2 separate regions of the Sus scrofa genome follow, and region 2 is linked to region 1. Evidence: chromatin contacts called from public promoter capture Hi-C data. All regions are on one chromosome and are shown on one strand. The core of a region is the stretch at or near the end of the contact, and the rest is flanking DNA. Distances in the headings are between cores, read along the strand shown.

Region 1 (5,881 bases), core at 1,247-3,746:
AAAGGCTCAGCTGGGGTCTATGTCACAGCCACAGCAACACCGGATCCAAGCCACATCTGCTCCATTTACTCTAAGTAACTGTAGAAAGCCACAGGGGTTATTTTTAAAAGGAAGTGATGTGATCTGACTTACTTTTTAAAAAGATCCCTGTCTGATGAGCAGAGAATACAGTAAATGGGGCAATGGAGAAGCAGGTCACTTAGGAGGCTGCTAGAACCATCCTGGGAAGATAAACTGCCAGAGAGCTTAGAGAAAAGGAGTGTCAGTACACTTAATCAAGTGATGAAAATTAACGCTGCCATATTGGGACAAAGAGATAGCCTGTGGGTGTTCTGATGTAATGCATCAAGGTCACAAGTTTTTTTTGTGCAAAAAAGGCATAATCTGAATCTAATCAACAAATCCATATTAAGAGAACTTCTACAAAATGACTAGACTGGCTTGGGATAGACCAGGAATGATGGAAGATAATATAAGAAGGCGAACGTATATATATATGACTGGATCACTTTGCTGTACTGCAGAAATTGGCACAACATTGTAAGTCAAATATACTCTAATAAAAAAAGAAAAAAAGAAACCAACTAGACCGGGAGTTCCCTTGTGGCACAGTGGGTTAAGGCTCTGGAGTTGTCACTGCAGCAGTTTGGGTTGCTGCTGTGGCATGTGTTCCATCCGTGGTCCAGGAACTTCCACATGTTGGGCATGGCCAAAAAAAACCCCCAAAAAACAAGACTGTATTTTATTTTAACTTATTGCATTAGGCACATTTATCATATTAAATGACTTCAATTAATATCTAAAAGGGTGAGATGCATTAATAATTATGAATAGTGATCATAATAGACACATAACTAAAGTAACCAATAAACACAATCCTAAGAACAAAATAGGTGGGCTCTTGGAGTTCCTGCTGTGGTGTAGTGGGTTGAGGATCCAGTGCTGCTACAGCTGCAGCATAGATTGCAGCTATGGCTCAGATTCAATCCCTGGCTCAGGAACTTCCATATTAAATGCAGCCAAAAAAAGGGGAAAAAAAAAAAGTCAGGACAGTTGGGCTCTGAACTTCCTCAAAGTTTCCTTCTTTTGCTTTATTTAATCAATTAAACAATTTACAATTATTACCATACTTAAGTATTTCATGGTGAGTCAGTTGGTAGTATTAAAAGTAAGCTATTCAAAGAAGGAAGAAAAGAGATGAGGTTGCCAGGAATGGAAGATTATAAATCAGGTCCTAATTTTAGATATTCTCTGCTTTTGGTTCTGATTCCACCCTCACAGATATACAGAGCAGAACCAAAAATGGGAGAAAACATTTTAAGCAATCTTTTTTTTTTTTTCTTCCAGTCTATTCACCCTTAATTAGAGAATCACTGAACTAGACCCAGTACTACTAGGTATAAAATAAACTACAAAGGTACTTACTACAACAACTTTTTTACTTAAAAATTTTTTGGCCAGTCAGGAGGCAGGAGGAAGTTTCCCTGTCAGGGATCAAACCGTGCCACAGTAGTGACAAACCAGACACTGGCCACCTGGAAACTCCCGTATAAGCCTATATTTTTATTTATTTATTTAAATTTTTTTATTTTTATTTTTTATCTTTTTATGGCCCCACCCACAGCATATGGAGGTTCCCTGACTAGGGGTCGAATGGGAGCTACAGCTGCTGGCCTATGCCACAGCCACTCTGGATCTGAGCCACCTGCGCAACCTATACCACAGCTCACAGCAACGCCAGATCCTTAACCCACTGATCAAGGCTAGGGATCAAACCTGCATCCTCATGGATCCTAGTCAGGTTCGTTAACCGCTGAGCCAGGAAGGGAACTCCTCAAACATTATACCAACTATATAAAACAATGTCATTGTTTTTAGGATACAGCACAATTAGAATAAATCTTTCTTTATCTCACAATTAGAGATAAAGAAATATCGTGTGTACAGTTTCCTTTCAAATGTTCAGAAAAGAATGATAAAGCAACTTTAGTGTTACATTTGGAGAGGGTAAGAAATGTTTTGGGAATTGTGCTAGTTTCGCAACTTTTCCGTAGATCTGAATTATTTTAAAACGGAAAGTTAATAAAATTACGGGGGTCACTTAGAAAAAACTACTACTAACTAGGCCATTAGTAATAGACAAAAATCGGGAGAGTACTGAGTAGTGGAAGGAAAGAGAAAAACGTTAAAAGAGGAGGTTGAAAGGATGCAGAGTCACAATGGGAAGCATATCTTCTGTATTCTTCTTTACCCTGAAGTTCTAGAAGACGACTTTCCTGTAGATCTTCTGTGGTACCAACTGAGGCAATCCTACCCCTCACGTTTGCAAAAGACCGGGTCGGCTCTGCTGAGCTCCGCCACGTTTTCCCAGTGACCCTGCGTGTGCGTACGTGCGTACGTTCCGACCAATCGGTGCACACATCGGCGTCTTGTTCACCGTAGGGGCGGGGCGGCCTGCTACACATGCGCACGGTCGGGCAGGCCTTCTTCCTTCTCGCCGAACGCCGCCAACATGGTGAGTATCGCTGGCGCGGGCTCCGGGTCTGCTGGTCATACAGCCTCAGCCCCGCCTGGGCTGGGAAGCGGAGGCGCGGAACGGTGCCTTGCGGGTTTTAGGTAGCGAGCGGTGAGGGTCCCAGGGCGGACGGAACTCGCAGTTTGGAAGCTTTCCGGGTGTGCGACCGACGAGCGCGTGGAGGGCCCGGCAGGCCCTGCGCCTTTTGGGACACGCGTGCGCTCTTCGGCCGACTGAGCTGGACCTCTGGGGCGGCTGGGATCCTGGCTAGGGCAGGCATTTGGGCCTTGCAGACCCCATAGACCTGGCTTTTGCCGTCACTCCTGCGGATTTTGTCCATCCAGGACTACCGTAGCGTTTGGGTGTGTTCCCCCTCACCATTCTTTCTCGCGGTTCTTAGCCATGTTGCCTTTCAAAGCGGTAAAGCTTTGCAAACCAGAGAGTATTTTTAGTCGATCTGCTGTTCCTTTTCCCACTTCTCAATTTTAGGTGTTCAGGCGCTTCGTGGAGGTTGGCCGAGTGGCCTACGTCTCCTTTGGACCTCATGCCGGCAAGCTGGTCGCAATTGTAGATGTTATTGATCAGAACAGGGTAAGTGTAAAGAAAAGTGTCGCGACTTCATATGGCAATGGATGGTATGCAGTGTAGATTATAATGGTAATTGTCCCAATAGCCCACTGAGGTAGGAATATTACGGGTGGTAATTGCGTTTTATAAAAAAGGAAACAATGCAAATAGGGGTTAGGAGCACATACTGGAATTGGCAAGTACTAAGGCATTTTGAGTATTATTTCTGCTCCTTAAACCAGCCAGAGTTTTTAACTAATTATATGCTAAAACATTGGTGATGCTTAAATTAGTTGTTATATGTAATGCGAGTTTAGAACAAAGTTAAGCACATAGGAAGAGCTTTGTTTGCTGTTGTCAGTATTTGAGAATCATATATTAAGGGATTGACCAGAAGCTGAATGATCATGGAGTTGCTGGGAACGTGCAAGGATTAAAAACTTAAAATTGTATGTAGGGTTATATGCTGTACTACAATTGCTGATAGTTTTATTTATTTGTGAAAAGCACTTAAATAGTAAGGATGTGATGATTCTGAAAGGATTAGTGATACACAAAATGTTTGCATTTTGAATGCTGGTAACAGTTTTACACTGATGTCCTTGGTCTTATGTATTTTTAGGCTTTAGTGGATGGACCTTGCACTCAAGTAAGGAGACAGGCTATGCCTTTCAAATGCATGCAGCTCACCGACTTCATCCTCAAGTTCCCACACAGGTAACTGTCCACCAACCATCACCCCTACCCTTGTTTAATTAATACTAGTAAAAGTTTGCTTGGCTTAATCCAAAGAAATGTTTTTGCTGTTTTGTTGTTTTTCTCTTGAGAATATATTTAGCAGTGTGAGAGAAAAATTTAGAGGAGAGATTTACAGTGTAGATGTAGACAGGCATTTTTAAAATGTCCTGTGATCTGGTAGTTCAGTGGCTCTTCTTTTATCCAGATTTCCCATCCTTTTTCTTTGTCTCCCTTTTAGGATTTACACCACAAAGAACTCCCCACAGAATTCTGGTTTCATGACATATTTTGTTCAATTCAGCTTCAAAACAAAATACTAATATTTGTCTCTTCAAGTGCAATCATCAGTCGAGTTCTTTAGTATGTGCCAGTTGTTAAATATTTAAAATGTTTAAGGTCTTCCCTTCTTGGCACAGTGGAAACAAATCCCACCACGAACCATGAGGTTGTGGATTCAATCCCTGGCCTCCTTGGTGGGTTAAGGATCCAGTGTTGCTGTGAGCTGTGGTGTAGGTCACAGACTTGACTCGGATCTGAGGTTTCTGTGGCTGTGGTGTAGGCCGGCAGCTGTAGTTACAATTGGACCCTTAGCCTGGGACCTCCGTGTTGTGGGTGCGGCCCTCAAAGGGGGGGGGGGGGGCAAAAAAATAAAATATTTAATACATTATCTTCTTATAACAGCCACTAAAGAGGTTATATTCCCAGTTACTTACTAGGAATTTAGACAGTAGTAGCATTTCATGATGTCTCAACACAGATCTTTTTTTTTCCCCCCTTGGTCATGGTGTGCAGCAGCTTGAAGTGGGGTCTCAGTTACCAGGCCAAGGATTGAACCCAGGCCGCTGCAGTGAAAGCACAGGTCCTAACCATTAGATTACAAGGGGCTATACTGAACACAAACCTTTAGGCATTAATGTGCAAAATAATGTAAGGCATACAGATTAACTTTACCTCATTCTTGATGAAAAATAAATTGCTTTCTTCTCATCCACTACTGAGGAGTGATATATATATATACACACACATACATATACACACGTAATCAGAGGTGACTTAACCCTTGAAAGTGAAATGGTTTGCACACTTTTATTAAAATTGTGTGTTTGAGATTTTAAGATGTCTTAGTGACCACAATTCAAATAATAAAGTCTGCCAGGTGGTGTTCTGTGGAGACAATTAGAGGTGGAAGTGGGGAGAAAAAAAAACGGAAGGATACTTTTCTATTTTTGTTACACCTTTTTTAACTTGAGAGGGTATAAGTGGTGCTTTTTCAGAGGACAAAAAGGTGTCCTTGGATCTTTGTGGCCTCAAATCTGATTTCATAATCAGTGGTCTTGGCTCTTTCTAGTGCTCGCCAGAAGTATGTCCGAAAAGCCTGGGAGAAGGCAGATATTAATGCAAAGTGGGCAGCCACAAGGTGGGCCAAGAAGATTGAAGCCAGAGAAAAGGTAGTGACTTATTCATTTGAATTTGGACTTTTCTGGGTTTGGAGGGTTGGGATGGTATGACAGGGATTTATTTTACTTGTTTATTTCCAACAGAAAGCCAAGATGACAGATTTTGATCGTTATAAAGTCATGAAGGCAAGGAAAATGGTAAGTTTTAAATTATCACAGGATTGTTGTATTCTAACCCTAAACTTGTTTGTCTGGTAATTCTCTTGCCCAAGCTTGGTAGACCAAAGTTGACTTGTTAAAAATCTTAGACATCGCGAGGGTTGTTTTCTCTGCATTTACAGTTTGTATGTATAGATTGGATAAGAATTTTTTATGCATATATGGTAAACATTTACATTGAAATTTTTCAGAGGAACCGACTAATCAAGCTTGAAGTTAAGAAACTTCAAAAGGCAGCTCTCCTGAAAGCTTCTCCCAAGAAAGCACTTGCTAAGGGGGCAGCTGCAGCAGCTGCTGCCGCTGCTGCCAAGGTTCCAGTAAAAAAGATCACCACTGCAGGCAAGAAGGCTCCAGCCCAGAAGGCTCCTGCCCAGAAAGCTGCAGGCCAGAAGGCTGCACCTCCTCCAAAAGCTCAGAAGGTTCAGAAACCTCCAGCCCAGAAAGC
Region 2 (5,881 bases), core at 2,077-4,576, 1.1 Mb after region 1:
CTGCTAGACTGCACACTGAGGGCCTAGAAGCCTCATAGTAATGGCCCAGCTTCAAGACCAAAGAAAGAGCCCAGAGTCAGCAATAGAGACACCAATGGCTTATTGGACAGAGAATCTTACACATTTGACGCAAGGTCCTGGAGTGACACCCCACCGTGCACAGCATCCAGCAGGCAGAACATGGCAACAGCCTTTACTACTTGAGAGAGGGGCGGCTACCATTTATAGGGGGTATTGATGTGGGCTCATCAGTTACCAAGAACTAATTAAACCTATAATTAAGAAATTGGATAGTCATGCGAGTAATCCAGGGCCTGATCAAGCAGGGGAGTGTAGAGAAGAGAACAGCCATCTTGAATGGCCTAACAATACAGTTACCAAACCTTAGCATGATCTCCAATGTTTATGATCTTGATAACATATGGATTTTAGATTAAAATCGCCTGAGAGTTCTCCCTTCTACCCTTCCTTGTTATCTCTGACCTAATAGGTTTCCAATCTCTGCACTTTCCCTCCAACACTATACCCAGGAAAGTTTCTTCCCAACACTGAGAGACAAAAAAACCAGTAAAACTGGAAAACCTGAATCATGGAGTTCCCACCGTGGTGCAGTAGAAACGACTCCAACTAGGAACCATGAGGTTGTGGTTCAATCCCTGGCCTCACTCAGTGGGTTAAGGATCTGGCATTGCTGTGGCTGTGGTATAGGCCAGCAGCAACAGCTCCAATTGGACCCCTAGCCTGGAAACCTCCATATGCCATGGGTGCAGCCCTAAAAAGACAAAAAAAAAAAAAAAAAGAAAGAAAGAAAGAAAAGAAAACATGACCCTTGATCAGCAATGCTTTCAGAGAAAGATCTTGATCAAAAGGGTGAAATGTAGGGGTTCCCACTGTGGCACAACAGGATCAGTGGCATCTGTGGAGTGCTAAGACACAGGTTCAATCCCCTGCCCAGCACAGTGGGTTAAAGATGCAGCACTGCTGTAGCTGCAGCATAGGTCACAACTGCAGCTAAGATCTGATCCCTGGTCTGGGATTTCCATGTGCCATGGGGTAGCCAAAAACGAAAGGGGTGTGGGGAGAAATGAAAAAAATATAGAGAAGCCTCAAGTAGAGTTGGGAAATCAGAATCATGCCCTCTGAAGATAGTAGAGCCCAACAGAAAGATGAAAGACTCCTTTCCTAGGAAGGATTCAACAAATGAAGTGCTATGGACTCTTTGTGTATTGTAGCCCTCTCAACTTTTTTTCCTCTCTATAAAAGCCTTCTCCTTCCCTGCCATGCCGGGGAATTTCATGATGGCTTGTCAGGGTTAGAGACCTCCGACTACAATTCCCTGATGATGCCAAATAAACCCATCTTGCTGGAAAAAGGCTGGAAAAATATCTAGCAGTCTTTTGGTTCAGGTAAAGAGAAGCAATCCTGACTCCCGACCCATGAAAAACACAGCCTTAACAGGAATAATTACGTGGCCAGAGGTCAACAATATGTGTAATATAACCAAATTGGAGTTCCTGCTGTGGCACAGTGGATTAAAAATTTGACTGCAGCAGCTTGGGTCTCTGTGAAGGTGTGGGTTTAATATTGGGCCTGGAGCAGTGGGTTGAAGGATCCAGCTGTTACTACAGCTGTGGCTTGGATTCAATCCCTGACCCAGGAACTTCCATATGCTGTGGGTACATTTAGAAAAAAAAAAAAAAAATATATATATATATATATATAGAGAGAGAGAGAGAGAAAATATGTTAAGATGTAGAAGTTATTAAAGCAGGAAAAAAATAAACAGAAAACTTAGGCAAATGTTTACAAATGAGGACACAACATGATAAAATGGTGAATATAAAGTTTTTATGTAAGAATAACTGATTCCTCAAAAACAACGTTTTAGGCTATAAGGGAAAAAAAAAACCTTAAAATTTTAAATTTGAGTCAGATCAAATTCATTTCCTCAATCTCTTACTAAATAGAAGCACCTGAGCAAAGCACTCATCCTGAAATTAACATAATACATCAATTAACAAAGTGGCTTTGACAAGGGTGGGTTTATTACCATCAGCAGGTCCCCTCTGTGAGGGCCCAATTTTTTTAGAGTAAAACAAAGAATTGGATCAGATGATCTTCTAAGTTGTCTTTCAAATTTGAAATCCCCATGACCTTTGAGATTCTTTTTGACTCAATCCTCAAATGTTCCTCAACTGAAACTTCCTAAGAAGCGTTTTTTAAAATCTGTAACCTCTTAAACTGTAAAATAAAACGTCTCTTTTAATCTATAAATTCACCTAGGTATATATGTACCATCTGAGAAGACAGAAGTCAGAAAAATAACGTATTTGAGAAATTGAGGTATTTAAGATTCAGGGGCCATGACCTACTCTCAACGAACTCTGAAACAGACTAGGTGGTAGGGGCACGTTGATAAAAATTGGAACCCTTTTCCTTCAGATCATTAACTCCCACACTAGCGGCATCAGCAGCGCTCAGGAACTTGGCAGAAATGCAAATTCTTGGCCCGGGCCCAGACCTACTGAATCGGAAACTCTAGAAGCGGGGCCGAGCAATCCGTGTTTTAACTCGCCCTCTCGTTGCGCAGCTATCTTCGAAAACCGCAGGCCAAGTCAACCTTACCCGAGGACACAAAAGGTGGCAGGCACTACGCTAAGCACTCAACAGGTGCTCCCCCTCCGCACTTCACCGACCGAATCAACTGCAGGCTTTGAGCTCGGGGACCTCGAAAGTGCAGGCTCTAAGTCGCTACGTAAACACTCCCTCCTCCCCAACCCCAAGTAGCTCGCCGCCAGCAAACGGGCTGCTTTCAGTGCCTTCTCCAAGTCCACCGACACCCGGGAAGCTAAGCCTGAGTTTTAAGAGCCCAAGTTTTAAACTGCGAACTCGGGCGTCTGTACAGCGCAACTCGCGAAACAAGGGGTGTCCCGTGTACCCTGAACAAAAAGTTGTGTAGAGTTTAATACAGCACAAAGCAGAGCCCGAAGAGAGGGGGGGTGGGGGGGTGCACAGGGTCCGCCCAGAGGGGGACGGTAGCTGGACGGCTCCCCTACAGATCTGTAATCGCTCCAGCGAACGCTAAGAGAGACCGGAACCCAGATTCAGCGCCCCTAAAGCCTCCACTGCCACTCACCTGCTCACCAGGTGGGGAGAAGCCGCAGGTCCACCAGACCGCTGCAGCGAGTGCGCGCGTCTTAGCCCCCACCCCTCAGGACGAGTCCACTGGTCAAAGCCAGGGACGAAGTAATGGAGCAAGGCGGGACGCGCAGAAACAGCGTGAAACCTTACAGGTCCATCACCCCTTCGCATTTGGATTAGGCCTGCACGTCTCCAGGGCAGCACGCAGAACGCCGGAAGGAGCGCTGGCTGCTGATTGGCTGATCAGTATCAGTTCCTATTGGCTGGAGTCTGGAAATGAAGCCGCTAGGCACCTCCCTCAACAACAACGGCCTTGCTCCCTGCGTTAGGGCTAGTCCACCGACCGACCCTAAATTGCGGTAGAAAATGCTTGGGGAAACCCGGCTCAGAGCGTGGCCTCTGGCCTTGCGAGTTCCACCCACCTCCGCGTTTGGATTGGCCCATCACGTCTCCTGGGCAGCACTCAACCGTGGAAGGAGCGCTAGGGCTGCTTTTGGTTACTGGTGGCTGCGGCACGGAATTGGGTGGCTGGGACCGAGAGTTGGTCCACCCTGACGGGGGTGGGACTGGAGTTTGGGTGGATCGAGGGGACTTTCGTGGGCAGTAGTTGCATAGTTGGTGGCAATGCAGTCCTGGGCCCTCGTCATTTTTCCTGCTCCCACTGTCCTCCGTTTCCTTCCATCGTTTTTCTTATGCCCTCTGGAGCTCAGATGGACGCGGCGACATAATGTGGGTAACAAATGTCTCCTCACTCTTTAGAAAGGAGTAGGCTGTGGATTATCTTCCTTCTTGTACATGAAAAAAAAATAGATCAGATCCTCTGATCTCAATTTAGTTGCTTAGGACTTTCAAAGATCCACGCCCTCAAATAGCAACTGCCAGGCACGTTAGCACCAGCTCCCCTTTCCTTCCACTAGAGTTAGCGCAGTGTTTCTCAACTTTAGCATCAGAATCAGCTGCAGTGCTGGTTAAAACAAGCTCCACACCTACCCACAGAATGTTCGATTCTGTAGATCTGGATGAGGCCCTAAATTTTGCATTTCTATCAAGTTAACAGGTGATGTGGATCTTGCCATAAGGGACCGCGTTTGAAAACCTACCTGGAGGAACTCTGCCTCTCTAATGGCAGGTTATTACCTCTCCTATTTACTTTCCTTCTCAGGAATCTTATTAGCCGTTATTGTCAATTTAATAGATTTGATGTGGGAAAAAATCCTCATGGAACAATTCCTAATTAATCAAGACTTAAAATGAAATTGGAACTAGTTTATTCCAAGCTTGATAGCCTTAGCATTAATGTCAGAAACAATATCAAATCCTGGTGCTTCTTAGCCTACATTTTTTGGATGCCTCCAGAGAACACATGTTCCTGTCAAGAGAGCTAAAATGTGTGCATGTGCATTTTTCTGGATGGGAATCCATGGTTTGATCAGATTCTCAAAGGTACCAATGATCCAGCAAAGTTTAAGAACTCCTGCTAGAGACAATTTTGAGACAATATCATAAACACAAGCTAGAAAGTACATGGACCCAGCTCATTAACCACTACTGGACCAAAAGTTGGACCTCAGCAGGCATTATTAGTTCAATGTCAAAAAATAAAAACCAGCTAAATGCTGTTTAGGCTCTTAAACAGGGCAGAACTCAAACATGTTTTGAATTGCTTCAGTTCCTGAGCACTTTCAGGGTAAACGTCACCTCAATTTTAGATAATTCCTTCTCGTTATAGTTGATAATAATGAATCTGACTTGAAGGATTCGATACCAAAACCTGAGTTATGCAAGTGACCTCTTCCTCATGTCTATATTATCATAATCTAGGTCAAGAATCTCTTCATTCAGTCACACAGAAAGTTCCTTTGGACAAAGCACTATGTTAGACTTGCAGAGGAGGAAAAACATCTTTTATTGTTACCTTCATTCAAAGGAGCATACAAAATAATAATACATGTAAAGTTAGCAAAAAAAAATTGGGAAGGAAACAAATTAAGATTAGCTTGGATCCTAGGGAATTTAGAACAACAACAAAATACATATTTTGGTGGGGTTTTTCTTTCTTTCTTTTCTTTTTTTTTTTTTTTTTTTGGTCTTTTTTTGTTGTTATAGGGCCATACCCATGGCATATGGAGGTTCCCAGGCTAGGGGTCTAATCGGAGCTACAACTGCCAGCCTACACCACAGCTCACAGCAACGCCGCATCCTTAACCCACTGAGTGAGGCCAGGGATCAAACCCACAACTTCATGATTCCTAGTCAGATTTGTTTCCGCTGTGCCATGACAGGAACTCCAAAAATACATATTTTGAAGACAGAAGAAATGCAAGTGCTCAGGGTGGGCCCTGAAATGGGCTTTGTATATTCTAGCTGCTAGTAGAAAAGCATAACCCTTAAATCTTCTACTGGCTACAAAGTAAAAACAAATCATTTAGTCAGGAAAAATCTTAACTAGTCCTGAAAGAAATGCATTCCCTAGGTCTTCAACATGCTGTGAAGAGCTCTGTGGTTGTAAACACCATGAGTTCATAGGCAGATTCCTTTGCATGTTCCCTCCAAAAAAACCAGCCTTACCCCCATTCAATGACTGGCTCTGCAGGAATGGATATGCTTCAGGACAAACACTCAGCTCTCTTGGTCTGTTTGGTCTGGGGAAGCTTTCAAGTAGAAGCTCAGCAGAGAAACTTCCTTTGCCACTTCACTTGGAGGTCACAGCTTTTAAAGATAGAAGAGTTTAGAGTTCCCC

The links. Promoter capture Hi-C pulls out the DNA fragments that hold promoters and counts their contacts.
Region 2: a contact with region 1 is called in a promoter capture Hi-C map of liver, with 6 times the contacts expected there. The contact joins the promoter of ULK4 here to the promoter of RPL14 in region 1. A contact is called at or near these places in 1 of 5 promoter capture datasets (liver) and 1 of 2 datasets of contacts at active chromatin or transcription factors (alveolar macrophages).

Annotation. Positions count from the first base shown.
Region 1 is chr13:24,692,713-24,698,593 of Sscrofa11.1, forward strand. It overlaps RPL14 (ribosomal protein L14), which reads left to right and starts at 2,497. Exons shown (of 6, transcript NM_001097478.1): 1 at 2,497-2,515; 2 at 3,005-3,106; 3 at 3,705-3,799; 4 at 5,169-5,268; 5 at 5,362-5,415; 6 at 5,628-5,881. The coding sequence starts at 2,513.
Region 2 is chr13:25,748,139-25,754,019 of Sscrofa11.1, forward strand. ULK4 (serine/threonine-protein kinase ULK4) reads right to left here and starts at 3,327. Exons shown (of 38, transcript XR_002337917.1): 1 at 3,137-3,327.